Regions from separate parts of the Arachis hypogaea genome. Here region 1 is linked to region 2. The links are chromatin contacts, called in public Hi-C maps. All regions are on one chromosome and are shown on one strand. Each heading gives the region's core, a stretch centred on a gene start, on an enhancer-like site or on the middle of the called end of the contact. The rest is flanking DNA. Distances are from core to core; before and after follow the strand shown. Region 1 overlaps LOC112766678 (amino acid transporter AVT1I-like). Region 2 holds the start of LOC112765168.

The links. A called contact is a pair of places that touch in the nucleus more often than the background predicts.
Region 1: a Hi-C map of leaf shows a contact between it and region 2, with 2.1 times the contacts expected there. The contact joins the enhancer-like site here to the promoter of LOC112765168 in region 2.

What each region holds. Positions count from the first base shown.
Region 1 is chr17:25,990,083-25,997,622 of arahy.Tifrunner.gnm2.J5K5, forward strand. LOC112766678 (amino acid transporter AVT1I-like) reads right to left here. Exons shown (of 3, transcript XM_072222618.1): 2 at 6,829-7,439; 3 at 5,440-6,130. The coding sequence ends at 5,609. Among protein-coding and RNA genes, the nearest start is that of LOC112767180, 5.4 kb to the left of the region's middle. Within about 2 kb of position 4,874, at least 3 of the 3 cell types and tissues checked have open chromatin away from gene starts, as enhancers often do.
Region 2 is chr17:25,945,962-25,953,391 of arahy.Tifrunner.gnm2.J5K5, forward strand. LOC112765168 reads left to right here and starts at 3,030. Exons shown (of 1, transcript XM_025811046.3): 1 at 3,030-4,503. The coding sequence starts at 3,411. The coding sequence ends at 4,334.

The sequences.
Region 1 (7,540 bases), core at 3,624-6,123, 46 kb after region 2:
TCCGCAAAGAAAAGGTGGTTTACTTACGGAGCTTGTGTAGCCATCTTGATTCGTTTGATGAGCTTACTGTTTTGTGCTTTGATTAGTAATCTTGATAGAACTTTTGCACATAGCACAAAAAGATAGAGCGAGAGGGGGTCTATTTGTCGGAGCCCCCTTGAAGGTTTGAAAATTCTTCTAGAAACTCCATTGAGAAGGATCGAAAATATTGTAAAGGATACATATTTTCAAATCAGATACCACCCACTCCATTCTATTCTGTCATACGCCTTAGTCATGTCCAGTTTCATCGCCACATACCCTTTTTGATCCATTGTTTTCTTTTTCATGAAGTAAAAAATTTCAAAAAGTATTAACCCATTATCAGTGATCAACCTATCATGAACAAAGGCACTCTGAAATTCTCCTACAATTTTTGGTAAAATCTGTTTAAGTCTATTTGCCAAAGTTTTTGTGATAAGTTTGAAAATGACATTACACAATGATATTGGCCTGAAATCTCTAGTGCGTCATGAAATTCTCACTTTAGGTATCATACAAATATAAGTATAATTCAATGGGAAAGGATCAGCATTATTATTTAAAATTTCTAAAATAATATGAGAAACTTCTTTACCTACCAATTTTCACATTTTTTGATAGAAAAGTGCCGGCATACCATTTGGGCCCGGAGCCTTTATTGGGTGCATTTGTTTTAGTGTTTGTAAGACTTCTTTTTCTATGAAAGTCTGATTGAGTATGTCTCTTTTTTTCTGATTCTGTCCTACACTGTTTTCGAGGCAAGATGGACATTTTCCACTTCATTCGTTGTGAAGAGGTTTTCAAAGTAGCCTACCATCACCTCCTCAAACTTTCCTTTATCTTCAAATACAATTCCAGCATTATTCTTGATGGATTTGACCATGTTTCTCTCTTTTCTTTGGGAAGCCTTTTGATGAAAAAATTTAGAGTTTTTATCTCCGTGCTTTAGCCAGTTAATCTGTGACCTCTGGCCTATCATATTTCTTCCTATCTAAATGCTTCATCTAATTCTAATTCTGTCTGTTTGATCTTTAAAATCGTGCCTCCTTTAATTTCAATGTGTTAAGGTGTTGTAACTGATTCTTCATTGCTCTAATTCTCTTAAGGATATGTCCGAATTTCTTTTTCCTTCATCTGTCCAATTCAAATTCGCAATGAGTTATGCGCTTCTGAATTTGATCTTCGCTGCCCTTCCAAGCCTCTTCAACAATTCTCTCACACTCATCGCTTGATAACCAAACCTCTTCAAATCAAAAACGGTACGTAGCCTTCTTTTTCTTTCTCTGTTCACCGGTTAGGTCAACTAAGATTGGGAAGTCGTCTGATTTGTATCTACAAAGATGTTGAATAATCATTTTTGAAAAAATTTCTTTCCATTCCATTATTGATATAGCTCGGTCGAGTCTTTCTTAAATGTTATTTTCTCCCGCTTGTCCGTTTGTCCAAATGAAATAGTGTCCCACAAACCCCAGGTCAAGAAGCTCGTTTGTTTGGATTGCATCTCTGAAGCCTTGAACTTGTGCATATGTAACTGGATTGCCCCCTTATTTTTCTGTTTGTCTCATGATCTGATTAAAGTCTCCAAACACCATCCACAGGCTATTTGAGTTTCTTCCCAGATTATTCAAAAGGTTCTAGCTTGATTGCTTGTTCTCTTGCTCTGGACAGCCATAAAACCCAGTCGCTCTCCACACTTGTCTTGATTCTTTCATCTCTACTTCCATATCAATATGATTGATGGATATAGATTTGATTGACACATCAATCATTTCATCCCACATCACAGCTAACCCCGTGATCTTTGCCTCCCTTCTCCTTCACAGTCCACTCCAGTGATGTTTGCTAACCCCCTTTTTATATCTTAATTGCACCATTTTTACTTCTTTTCTTCTTGTTTCCATAAGGAAGACAAGGTTGGGTCCTTGTTGTTTGATGAGCTTTGTCAAAGCTCGAACAACCCATGGGTTCCCAAGCCCATGACAATTCCAACTAATTATCTTCATGGGACTCGACAAGGCTGTATTGCAGCCTCTGCCATTGTGAAATCTGTTTCTGGGATTGTTCTCTTCACTTTGTATTCTGGTTCATCAATCTCTATTGTATCTTGCTCGTGTGCCCTTTCTTTTGTGGGTGCATACATCCTAATTCTCCTTTTGCTTTCTATTTGCACTTGCTTTCTCCTTTGCCATTTTTTTTCCATGTTTTTGTTACAACTTTTAGTGAGTTCTCCTTTATGTCTGTGGACTCAGTCAACATCTTGATCTCTTGTGTTTTCTCTTTTTTTTTTTCTCTATATTCCTCTTTATTTACTTCTAGATTTCATTATTCTTATTGGATTATGTTTCATACATTTTCTCTTCTCCCATCGTAGGGGCCTTTTTTCTTTGCTTCCTTCGAAGTAGTGCTTCTCCTTTATTCTCCGCTTTCTTTCCTCCCCTCTCCTTTTTCTTTCTTACTTTCCAATGATTCTATTTTTTGGATTTCTATTATGCTACCCTCCTGCATTTCATTCCTATCATCCCCCACATATTATTTTTCTTTGTTTTCTATTACTGTAAGGTTTAATAATTGCTCCATCATTTTCTGGGTTAGTCTTTGAGGGCTTAGTTTCTTCTTCTCCTCAGTTTCTTAATTGTTTTTCTGCTTTTCTATTTGTGTGACTGTTATTTTCACTCCAATACTGTCCATTTTAAACCATACTCCCAATTTTTTGGATTTTTTTACTCCCATTTTCTCATCCTTTGTATCTTTCTCACAGTTTCCTTCATCATGACCAGTGATACCACAATAGTAGCAGATCTTTCGTATCTAAATTCTACCTAACTCAATCCATCTTTATTGCTTCCAATATTTGCACCCTTCAGAAAAGGTTTGCTGGTGTCTAGGATTCCTGTTAGTTTTATGAATCTCGTGTGCTCCTTGTTATGTATCCTCGAATCACACATTGTTATGTTAGCAACACACCTTTCACGTGTTGTCAACTTGCCTTACACATACTGTGTTAGCACGTTCTCTACGTATTGATCCTATATATTTGATATGTCCATTAACATATAAATATACTAAAAATGTCCATTTCCATTCCAAACACCATATACTCTCCATAAAAAAAAAAAAAAAAAAAAAAAAAAAAAACAGCCGTCAAATTTATCCACCCCTAGATTTACAACATGAAATCCTACTCTCAGAATTATGTACTTTAAGTCTTTAAGTATGTTTACTTACTGTACTGTCAAAAAGATACCAAAATAAATCACAACAAAAACATTTACAATGCAAAAAATAATCAGCATCAACACGAATATTATTTTCTGTCATATGAAATTCATATTAACACTATGCCTATATTTTTAATCTAAAATAGATTTAGTTTTATATAAATATAAATAAAACCGGTGAATGATAATATAAAAATAAAAATTTTAGTGTTTCTTAAATTCTAAATCATAAATATTAAATAATAAATTCTAAATTCTAAATGTTAAACTCTAAATTCGAGCCATTGATATAAAATAATAAATAAAAAACTAAAATTTATTAAATTAAAAAGGATTACAACACCCTTTACTTAATTTGGGGCCAACTTATTTTGTCAAATCCACCTAAAAAAGGTTAGGTCTAAACCATCAATAATGAATAAGTAATCAAATTCATCCTTAAAAAATTATTCGTTTTTGGAATTGGTTATCAAAAAATTTTTTTAATCAAATTCGTTTTTCAAATATTTCAAGTTAATCATGTTGATTATTCGTTACTTCTTTTATTTTTTATTTTTTACCAAAGATAGGAGACTCGAACCCGCAACCTATGCCATTTGAGCTATAACTCATTGGCTCGTTACTTCTTTTATTGATGATGTTAAAATTGACTGATATTACATAATAAATGATACTATATCAATATTACACGACTATTTATTCATCAATAACTATAGGTCCAATCCCCCAATATAAAAAATATCCTATTACTGTCCATATTCAAGATTATTTCGTAACCCAAAAATCTAATTTACGGAAAGACATTTTCTTTTTTTTTTTTTTTTGGTTTTATACATTACACAACATACATTCACTCATACAAACACTCCTGCTACTAACATGGGTTTTATATTTTTTATTGAGGAGTGAGACAGATGATACTGCCATTAGGTTTCGGCTGTCTAAAAAGATTTTTTTTTGTTTTTTACACCACATACCCATATACACTCATATACACTGCTACTATTATCTTTCTATAGCCTCTTGAGCTTAATGAAGGTTCGAATCTTTGTGCAGCTCCTTGTGACATAGCAAATTCTGCCATTAACTCCAATAAAAATCCAAAAATTGGCTTAGAAAAAAGAAAAAAGAAACGGTCCAACGAAAAGTGGGCCTTTAAAGCCCATACTTACAAAATGGACAATAAAAAATATTTAAAAATGTTGCTAATAATCATCTCTTCTCTTTTTCTTTTTTTAAGCAATTTTGTAAGAGTCTAAAAGACGAAGTTCACCTCAGTCTTTATTTTATAGTATTCAATTCCAGCGACTCAAAACTCAATATTTGACCGATTACTTAGATTAAATCTTAAGGGAGATTTCCGAAAAAGTAACCCAAAATTCCTTATAGAAAGAATTAAAGATAGATGGCTCTCTTCCGAGCAAACAGGATACCAAAAAAAAAAAAAAAAACTGTCAGAATTAACACATGACTTTAGACGTGATGAAATCGGAAGTATAAAGCAATCCGAACCCGACTCTTCTGAATCATTATTTGACTATTCTGCAAAATAGAGGAAACGTGTCATGCCCAAAGGTATGACAGCAAATTTCATCACATGTAGAAAAAAAAAAATCATCACTGTAGCGTTGGCCCATCTATTTGGTTGAATCATAGTACTAGAACGGATGGGAATAGAATAGAAGATGAGCTGGCCTGTTTGGAAGATGCCTCTACCAACATTTGTAACTTTGAAATAATCTTGGATTAATTTAGTAATTAATTTATTAATTTATTTAAACAAGTATTAAGAGTTTAAATTTTGTGCATATAATAATTAATTAATTTACAATAAATTTTTAAATAAATTTTAAATTTATAATTAATCAGTTTTTAGTTTGTCGAATTATGCCATACTATAAAAAACAAAACAAAAAATATTTATAACTTAGGTAACTTGAATGATTAACTGAACTTACTCTTCAACTTAAATAAGCCTTAGAAGTTCTACTCCCGCTTTATAAAAATAGTAATTGAAGTCTAACGACAAACCCCTTAAAAAGAATTTTGATCCCCTATAGGGTAATCATTAATTTATCGGCATCAACAACAGAGGGAAAAAAACATATGTAGCTTAGTCTTTTTGACAGTTTGAATACCTCTAATTGATTGAAATTCTCTTCCCGGAAAAAAAAATAAAAAAGAAAAAGAAAACAATAACTACCTATGCTACTCTTCGATTTATTTATTTTACATTAATCTCGAGTGCATTCAATAGGAGACCACATGGTTTAACCAAACTTCCAAATGGATTACTTACGATACATGATATATGTAAGTAATCTCAGTATTTTTTATTTTAAAAAAAAAGTACAAATGGGGAATTACAACTATAAATGCCTAATTATTTCTAAGAGGGAAGTGTAAGTTCCAAATGCTGCAATTGCAACTCCTACTAACACTATGGAATAATTGACGATCATTTCACATCCCAATTTCCCATAAGTTCCAGAAATCTTCAAGTAGCAAACACATGGCACTAGGAATGAAGCAGAGACACTTAACAATGCACCAACAAGGGACATTAGGTACCCAAAAAATGGAACAGTGAGTGCAACAACAACAGTGGTGAAGAGCAATATGCTACTAATTAGTATATGTGTGAGCTTTGGCCTTTTGTTGTAGTGTGATGGAAGCACGTTTTTTGTGGCATCCACAATTGGCCTTAGCATCAGAGCATATTTGGTTATGGGGTTAACCAAAGTTGTGTATATCGCCACTTTTGAACTCAGTTTTTCTTTTGGAAGGTTCAGAGTTATTTCTGATTCAACCTCTGATCCAAACATTAAGTATCCCAAAACTGCTGTTGCTGCATATACTAGAGTGCACAATGTGAAGCACACCAGCAACACCTGTAACAAATTAAAGTAAATGATACATGTAATAACATATAGTTAGGTGGGTTTGGAATTTTAAAACGTGCAAGATGGGCAGAGTACTTGGAAAATTTTGTCTCCTGGAATAAATGAATAATGTTAGCTTCTACTAAGTCTTGAACGAAAAAATATACCAATTTAGTGACTCTATCTTGACCAAATCGATTTTAATAATTATAATGTCAATTCACTTACATGGAGATATTCACTAAACAATGAGTTAAGTAAGAACTATTAGTTAAGTAATGAACTATCAGTAAAATCACCTTTTTTTTTTACTTTATTTTTTTGGGTTAAATTTTTGTGTTAATCCCAATAATTTTTTTAATTTTATCATTAAATCTCTATACTTTAAAAGATTTTAATTGGGATCCTACACCAATTTTAAATTTATAATTAGATCATTTTTTTAATAAACGTTAAAAAAATTTAAAAACGTTTTCATCCATTTCACACCACTAGCAATATGCCTTAACATATTTCATTAAATTAAATGTTTTTAAAACGGAAAGAATGTAATTACAAATTTAAAATGATATAAAGACTCAATAAAAAATTTTTAAAATAGAATAATTTAATTACAAATTTAAAAAAATTATAGAAACTAATATAATAAGTCAACATTTTTTTAATTAAAAAAATTAGGATTTTTTTTCTAAATTATATGCACTTACATTAGAGAACTGATGCTTGTTCTTCATGGAAGTGTAGAGACTTGGAAACACAGGATGAGAACTGTAGCAAAATGCATACAAGCTAACTGCAGCAGGAACTCCCTTCCAATTAAAGAGTACTCCTTTGCTATGAAGTTTTGTTCCATCAATTGTACCATTCCACAACAATGAACATAGAAATATAATTGATGCTAAGGCCCCAGTTGCTGACACATATGATAGAAGCTTGCTTAGATCTTCCAACCATACCGTTGGGAGAATAATCAGTGCTGAAATTAGAACAAAACAATGTGTTCCAGTAATTTTCAATCCTCCAATATCCACATGAAAATGAGATATTAATTTGTTCAAGTTATCTCCTTCAAGAATCAAGTACCCTGTTATGACCAAATAAAGTTCACAATTCATTGCAATGTTTACAAGTAACCTTCCTTTGTCTCCAAATGCTCTTTGACCAATGTCAGGAAGAGATTCAATAGTGGAATCTTTGTCCATGCATCTTTTGATTAGTAAGCCTGTGTAGCATGCTGCTATGGATATCATGAACAAAAAAATTATGCTTAACCAACCTCCTGAGGCTAATGCAAATGGTATAGACACTATACCAATTCCTGAAATCCAACAAGTATTAGTTAAAGAAGGTTATGTTATATTGAAATTGTAGAAATGAAAATATTTTATTAAAAATAAGAAAAATGTTAAAAAATATCAG
Region 2 (7,430 bases), core at 1,780-4,279:
TCAGCTACACAATCATAAACTACTAATTGGATTCAAATTCAGATTCAATTATTAACTGGAATTAAACCACACCTCAGGAACTTCATTGAATTCAAATTCAAAATCCACTTTGCTATGGTTTAGCTAATAATCTGAAATTGAATAATCTATTATCTTCAAAACGATTTCAGAACTTGATTTCAAAAACAATGGAAAACGAAAAAAACGTAGAAAGAGAACAGAAAGAAAAACTTACGTAAACAGAGAAGGAAAAGGGAGAGAAAAACGCACGAAAGAGATCGAAGAGAGAAGGTAAGAAAACGCAGAAGAAATTCAAAAAAAGAAACGAAATCCTTTCGGAAAAGAAAGTTATGTATTTATGCGTTGATTGATTGGAAAATCTGTTAGAGCACCTCTAATGGTGAGTTCCTCTTTGACTTTTTTCTAACATATAGGAACTCTAACCATTGGAGGAGAGAAGGAGTGAGTTCCCGCACAAGGATCAAGGTAAGGGAGTCCCTCTAAGCAGGGACTCAAATTAACCAATAATAACTTGCCATTTGGCAAGTTATTATAAAAAAATAATAATATAAAATCTGAAATAATTAAATAATAATTAAATTAGTAATAATTATAATAAAAATTATATTAAATAATTATATTTTTATTTAATTAATAATTTATATTAATTATTTAAATAATAATTAATTAAATAATTAATTAAATTAAATAATTAAGTTTTTATTTAATTAATAATTTATATTAATTAAATTTACTTACACTAAAAAATAAATTTATTTTTTATACTTTATAAAATAATTTTTAGTTGAGTTGGTTATTTTTATTTTTAAATATTTAAAATGCTAATGATATTATTAAAATTAGCAGTTGTAAACACAAAACTATAAATTAGTATAATCTTGAATTATATATTGTGTATTATTATTATATATGAATTTATTTAATATTAATATCTTTTAATAATGAATTATTTTTAAATTTATAAATTTAAATAATATTATTGAAAAAAATTAATTATATTAATTTTAAGTATTTTAATTAATTAATTAAGTGGGACCACAATAGGGACTAAAGTTAGTTCCTCCTAATGGAGAAGAGAGAGATGCTTTGAGTTCCTATTTATTGTTTATAACGCAAAAACTGATGTGGAGTTACTTTTTATGACAGGTGGGCCATAAACAGGAACTGGGATGAGTTCCCTACTGGAGATGGTCTTAAGGAGGCGCGTGACGTGCCATAAGAGCAACTCCAATGCTAAGAAATAGAGTTCCTCTTCTGACACATGGGACTCAATTACCATTGGAGTGAAAAGGGAAAGAAGGCTCTTCACAGGGATCAAGGTTGAGAGTCCCTCTAAGCAGGGACTTGCAACAACCAATAAAATCATGCCATGTGATAAGTTAATAAAAAAATAAAAAATATATTAAATATATATATTAAATACTTATATATCTATTTAATTAATTATTTATATTAATTATTTAATAATTAGTTATATTAAATTATAATTAATATAAATAATTATGTTAAATCAATATCAAATATTATTTATATTGTTATATTAAATCATAATTAATTAAATTTATTTTACATAAAAAATAAATTTAATTTTTATATATTATAAAATTATTTTTAGTTGGATTATTTATTTTTATTTATAAAATTTAAAATACTAATCAAATTTAAGTTATTTATTTTAATATTTTATAATATTGAATTATTTTGAAATTATAAATTTAAATAATATTATTATAAAAAATAATAATTATATTAATTTTAATTACTTAATTAATTAATTAGGTAGGACCACAATAGGGATTAAAATTAGTTCCTTCTAATGGAGGAGAGAGAGATTCATTGAGTTCATATTTATTGGTTATGACGCAAAATCTAATGTGGAGTCACTTTTTATGACAGGTGGGCCATAAATAGGGACTGTTCCCTACTGGAAATGGTTTAAGAGGCGCGTTTTAGGAATTAGACCATCTCCAGTAGGGAACTCATCTCAGTCCCTATTTATGGCCTACCTGTCATAAAAAGTAACTCAACATCAGCTTTTGCGTCATAAACGGTAAATAGGAACTCAAACATCTCTCTCTTCTCCATTAGGAGGAACTAACTTTAGTCCCTGTTGTGGTCCCACTTAATTAATTAATTAAAATACTTAAAATTAATGTAATTAATTTTTTTAATAATATTATTTAAATTTATAAATTTAAAAATAATTCACTATTAAAAGATATTAATATTAAATAAATTCATATATAATAATAATACATAATATATAATTCGGGATTACACTAATTTATAGTTTTGTGTTTACAATTGCTAATTTTAATAATATCGTTAGCATTTTAAATTTTAAAAATAAAAATAATTAACTCAACTAAGAATTATTTTATAAAGTGTAAAAATTAAATTTATTTTTTAATGTAAGTAAATTTAATTAATTATAATTTAATATAATAATATAAATAATATTTAATATTAATTATGATATAAATAATTAATATAAATCATTAATTAAATAAAAATTTAATTATTTAATTTAATTAATTATTTTTAAATAATTAATATAAATTATTAATTAAATAAAAATATAATTATTTAATATAATTTTTATTATAATTATTATTAATTTAATTATTATTTCATTATTTAATATAATTATTTAATTATTTCAGATTTTATATTATTATTTTTTTAAAATAATTTGCCAAATGACAAGTTATTATTGGTTAACTTAAGTCCCTGTTTAGAAAGACTCCCTCACCTTGAGACCCGTACGGAAACTCATTCCTTCTCTCCTCCAATGGTTAGAGTTCCTATATGTCAGAAAAAAGTAAAAGAAGAACTCACCATTGTAGATGCTCTTAGAGATTTTCAAGACTTGTATAACTTATATAATAAAAAAGTTTGTATGTAGAGATTAATTCAAAATTAAATCGAAATTTTATCTCACATTTGACCATATCAATTCTCAAGTGTCAACCTTAAACACACTAGCCCCTTCTCCTAAATTCTGCCCTTAAATCCGGAAACTGATTAGTTAGATTTTCTTTTCATTTTCCTTTCAAAATTTTGTTTTTTCAAAATCCTGTCACTCCATCTCACCTCTCCCTCTCCCTCTCCCTCTCCCTCTCTTTCTTATCCAGTAAAAGTAAAAATAAAAAAAGCAGAGGAGCTCCCCAAAGTTTGCAAGCATGCAAATTAAGCACCATCCGCTTTTGCTTCTTGAAGCAATCAACCCAAAATAGATAACAACAAAAACTCATTCACCCTCATCACATCCATACCATTTCCCATTTCACCTCCACCGCCACACCGCACCCCAAAATTCACCTTATTAAAAACAAAAAAGCTTCCCTTGAATTGAATAATATTCCAAAATTTCCATTAACCGCACTTCAATGTGGCGATCGTGGAGCAGCAACAACTCAACGGTCCGGATCTCTTCATCGTCATCGTCCCCCACCTTTTCTCCTTCTCCTCTCTTCTCCTGTTCCTCCTTCAAGGACGTCGAATCCCTCTGCCTCGAAGATTCTCCCCAATTACAAATCAACGCCCCCCAACCCCAACTCTGTTCCTCGCCAACCAACAAAAGAGTATCCTCCGTCTTCCACCGAGTCACACTCGCCAACTCGCTCGTCCGCTCCTGGTCAAATCACACTCAACCCCACCGCCAACAACCACCTCCGCCACCACAACCACCACCACCACCCAAACCTGCCAGGGCCTTATCCTTACCCTCCCCCAGACGCAAAGAAAAACATCATCATGAAACAGAACCCAACCTCCAACCACAAAACCACAAAACCGCCAAACAAAATACCGAAAATGCCCCTCTTTACATACCTGGCACGGAGCAGCGTGTGGTGGTCTACTTCACGTCCCTACGCGTTGTGAGGCACACGTTCAAGTCCTGCAGGACGGTCCTCTCGATCCTCACCGGCTTCCGAGTCCCCATTGACGAGCGTGACGTGTCAATGGACTCGAGCTTTCTAACCGAGTTGGGCCACATATTGGGCCCGGACGGGCCCAATAAGCTTCCGTGTGTGTTCATAGGAGGAAGATACGTTGGGGGAGAAGAGGAGGTGATCTGCATGAACGAGACCGGTGAGCTGAAGCAGCTTCTGGAAGGTTTGCCCAAGGCGGATACAGGTGAGTGCCACGTGTGCGGTGGTCAGAGGTTCGTTCTGTGCGACGAGTGTGACGGTAGCAGGAAGGTATATACGGAGAAGAATGGAGAGTTCAGAACGTGTGGCAAGTGCAACGAGAATGGATTACTCAGGTGCCCTATTTGTTTCGCTGAATCACCTATATTCTCCCCATGATCCTAATTTTTTTTTTCTTTTTTAAAATTTGCTTAGTTTTTGTAGTTTGGGAAATGTAAGAATTGTTGTGTATAGGCACTGAGGGTGCGAATGCAGTGGTGCTTGTTTTTAAGACCATATATATAAACATTGTACTTCTTTGATTAAGAGGTAAAGGAAGTTCTGTAAATTTTTATCTTTGGCATCTTTTCTTGAAATCCATTATCTATTTATTTTCTATCCCTTTTTTTGTTGTTGCGTGATTTTGTGATTTTGATTGTTTTGCATTTGAAACATCATTGCTATGTTTATATGATGTATCTTTGGTAATTCTTGAGGAACGAACTACCAATGATTTCTAAACATGCTTTAATGAAGCCAGGTGGAATTTATTTGCTTTGATTGTTTTAATTTAATCCTTATCCCTTAATAAACATGTTAAAACCTATTGATTTTAGTTTTGGTTATATCCATATGTTTGATTTTTCTACAAGTGGTGTGGTATCTTTGTATATAAGAAAGTGTTTGGAATGGCATAGCTACTAATTAAATGACTGACAAACTTGGAACGATGACCGAAATCTGAAGAGCTGTGACTCTTCTATTGCCAAGGAACAAGGTTGAACCTTGGTTCAACTGTTTCTGAAAATTTCAGAAAGCAACTCTAGTAAAACAGATAGAACAGAACATAAGGAGTAAACTACTACTTTAAGCCTCCAGAGTTTAGTTTGCTAACAAAATGGTCCCCGAAAGATTGACAAATTAACCCACAGTAAGAGAAAGATTATGGTAGTTCATTTTACTCCCAAGAAAACCGTCATTTTGAGAGCGTTGATGTTATGTTACCGTCAGTTTGTGGTATCTACATACTTATAAGTTAAATTTTGTTTTGAATTGTAACCTAGGTCCTCAGTTAGGATTAGTTAGGATGTACCATGAACTTCAGTCTGTATACCAACACTACTTGTTCCCGTTTGATTGTCTGAGAGTTTTCCCCTATTCTTTTTCTTTCCTTTTTTTTCCCCAATGATCAACATCCAAACTAGTTGACTCTCATCTTGAGCTTGTTGCCCTTCTCTCTCTCAATCTCTCTCTTTCTCTCTCTCTCTCTCACACACACACAAAATCATGATTGAGTCCTTAGGTTGAGAATCATCTTTAGTAGCTACAGCCGTGTAGAAATGACGTTCAATGCATGGTTGTTAATCAAAGAATGAAGAATATGCAACAATTGAAAGCTTCCACTGTAATAATATACGTTGTTGCAGTCTCCAGTTAAAACAATATTTGATTCTTTTGAGCGTATGATATTTCCTTCTGCATAAATAAAAGGTCCCTATTTTTCAACTTGATAGTAGTGTTGAAATGGATTAGTTAAAGCATAATCCTTTCAATGGTTTATGGTTATCATCAACGCATGACCCTTTCAGTTTTATACAAGGTAAGTCACTGTGTGAGTTCAGTGCTTACAATTGGGCCTGAATAATTGAGCTTAAAGACATGTAAGCCGTGTGAGATGCCGTGATCCATTTACATCTTATCTAATACCCTCCGCCATTGTCATCTTTTGCGGTTACTCAATAAAGTTTTGATTGAATAGCTAATATTATTTTTTATATTTGTAAAATGCTTGCTTGACATGCATTCAAGTACTTGTGAATTATGACTCAATTAATCTAATTTACGCTACAGTTATCCTTTGAACACCATGGAAGTAGTAATAGTTAAGGGCAATTATACTATTTTTTTTTTTGAACTCAAATTTCAAACAAAATGGTTTTTCGTTGTGCTTATTAAAAAAGGACTATGAATTCGTAACTTGTTTTTCTTTCTTTCTTTCTTTCATTTTTTCAATGATGAGAAATACTTCTACATCTTAATTTTAAAGTTATTCAAAAGAAATAGACGTGTAATAGTGATAGTGTGCAACGTAACCACTCTCATTATCTTGGACTTGGAGACCAAATTGTAATCATGGAGAGGGGGGTCCCATTTCCGGAACGAAACATGATGTTCCTCCTTTCAAATGTTTATGTTCGATAGATCGGATACCGGACGGTTTGGGTCAGGACCCTGAGGTCAACGCTTGTGATGGTGGAGAGGCTCGTCTGGTCGTGGTCTCCTGGTCCCGGGTGTGCGAGGTCCCGAGCACTTCGCATGGAGAGGGGGGGCCATCTGCAAAGACACCCCGACGCTCTTGTCAGAATATGTGCAGGCGGAGAGGAAATGGTGTGTGAATATGACGTACCTCGGGGGGAGAGCCAGTCTCCCCCTTATATACATGTCAGTAATGGGCCCTTTCAGTGGGCAGGCCCATACCCTCAAAGGTGTTGTCCCACGGCTGTGTGCAAGCCGTACGGGACGCGTGTCCGGGTCGGGTGGAGGGCGCATTACTGGGTCGGCGAGAACTCGGGTCGGGTTGACCCACGTGAGTTTGGGCCAGGCCGTAACAGTGCCCCCGACGCGTCAGCGATGGCCGTGGGGGCCATTGGTGGCGCGTGATGTTTACACTCGTGCGTTGTCGTTGGGTCGGCTGATCGTGGGAGGGACGCATCTGTTGTGCGCGTGTCCCTTGATCTGCTGTGGCATCTGTTTGCCGTTTCGTTCTCCGCGCTGGGCATTTAATGCTCATAATGATTTGAAAAAACCCGTGCGCAAAGACCATTTTGCCCTTGCTTCCTTTCGCGCTTTTGGGGGTGGTTTTTAAACAGTTTTCTCCCTATCCACTTCCCACTCTTATTATTTCCAACTCCTTCTCTCCCTAACATCCAAAGCTTCCTGTGCGAACTCCCTCTTGCTTCAACTTTCAGTCCAGATTTCCTTCATCGTTCCAAGTAATCTTCTGGTTTCTTTCTTCTGGTATCTGTGTTATGTTCTGTTGTTGTGTGATTGCTGTTTGCGTTTGTTGCATGGCTGGTTTATTTTTGTTGAGAGGTTTTTCAGTGCTGGGGTAGGTGAGTTAGGGAAGGGGTACCATTCTAGGATAGGCTTTTTTGGGTGGTTTGTGAGGTAGGCGTAGTTTTTAGCCGTATCTGGTCATGATTGAGTTGAAAAGGTGTAGTTTCTGAGTTTTTTCGGGCTCCCGACCTCATAGACTAACGGAGTGGTACCCCGCTG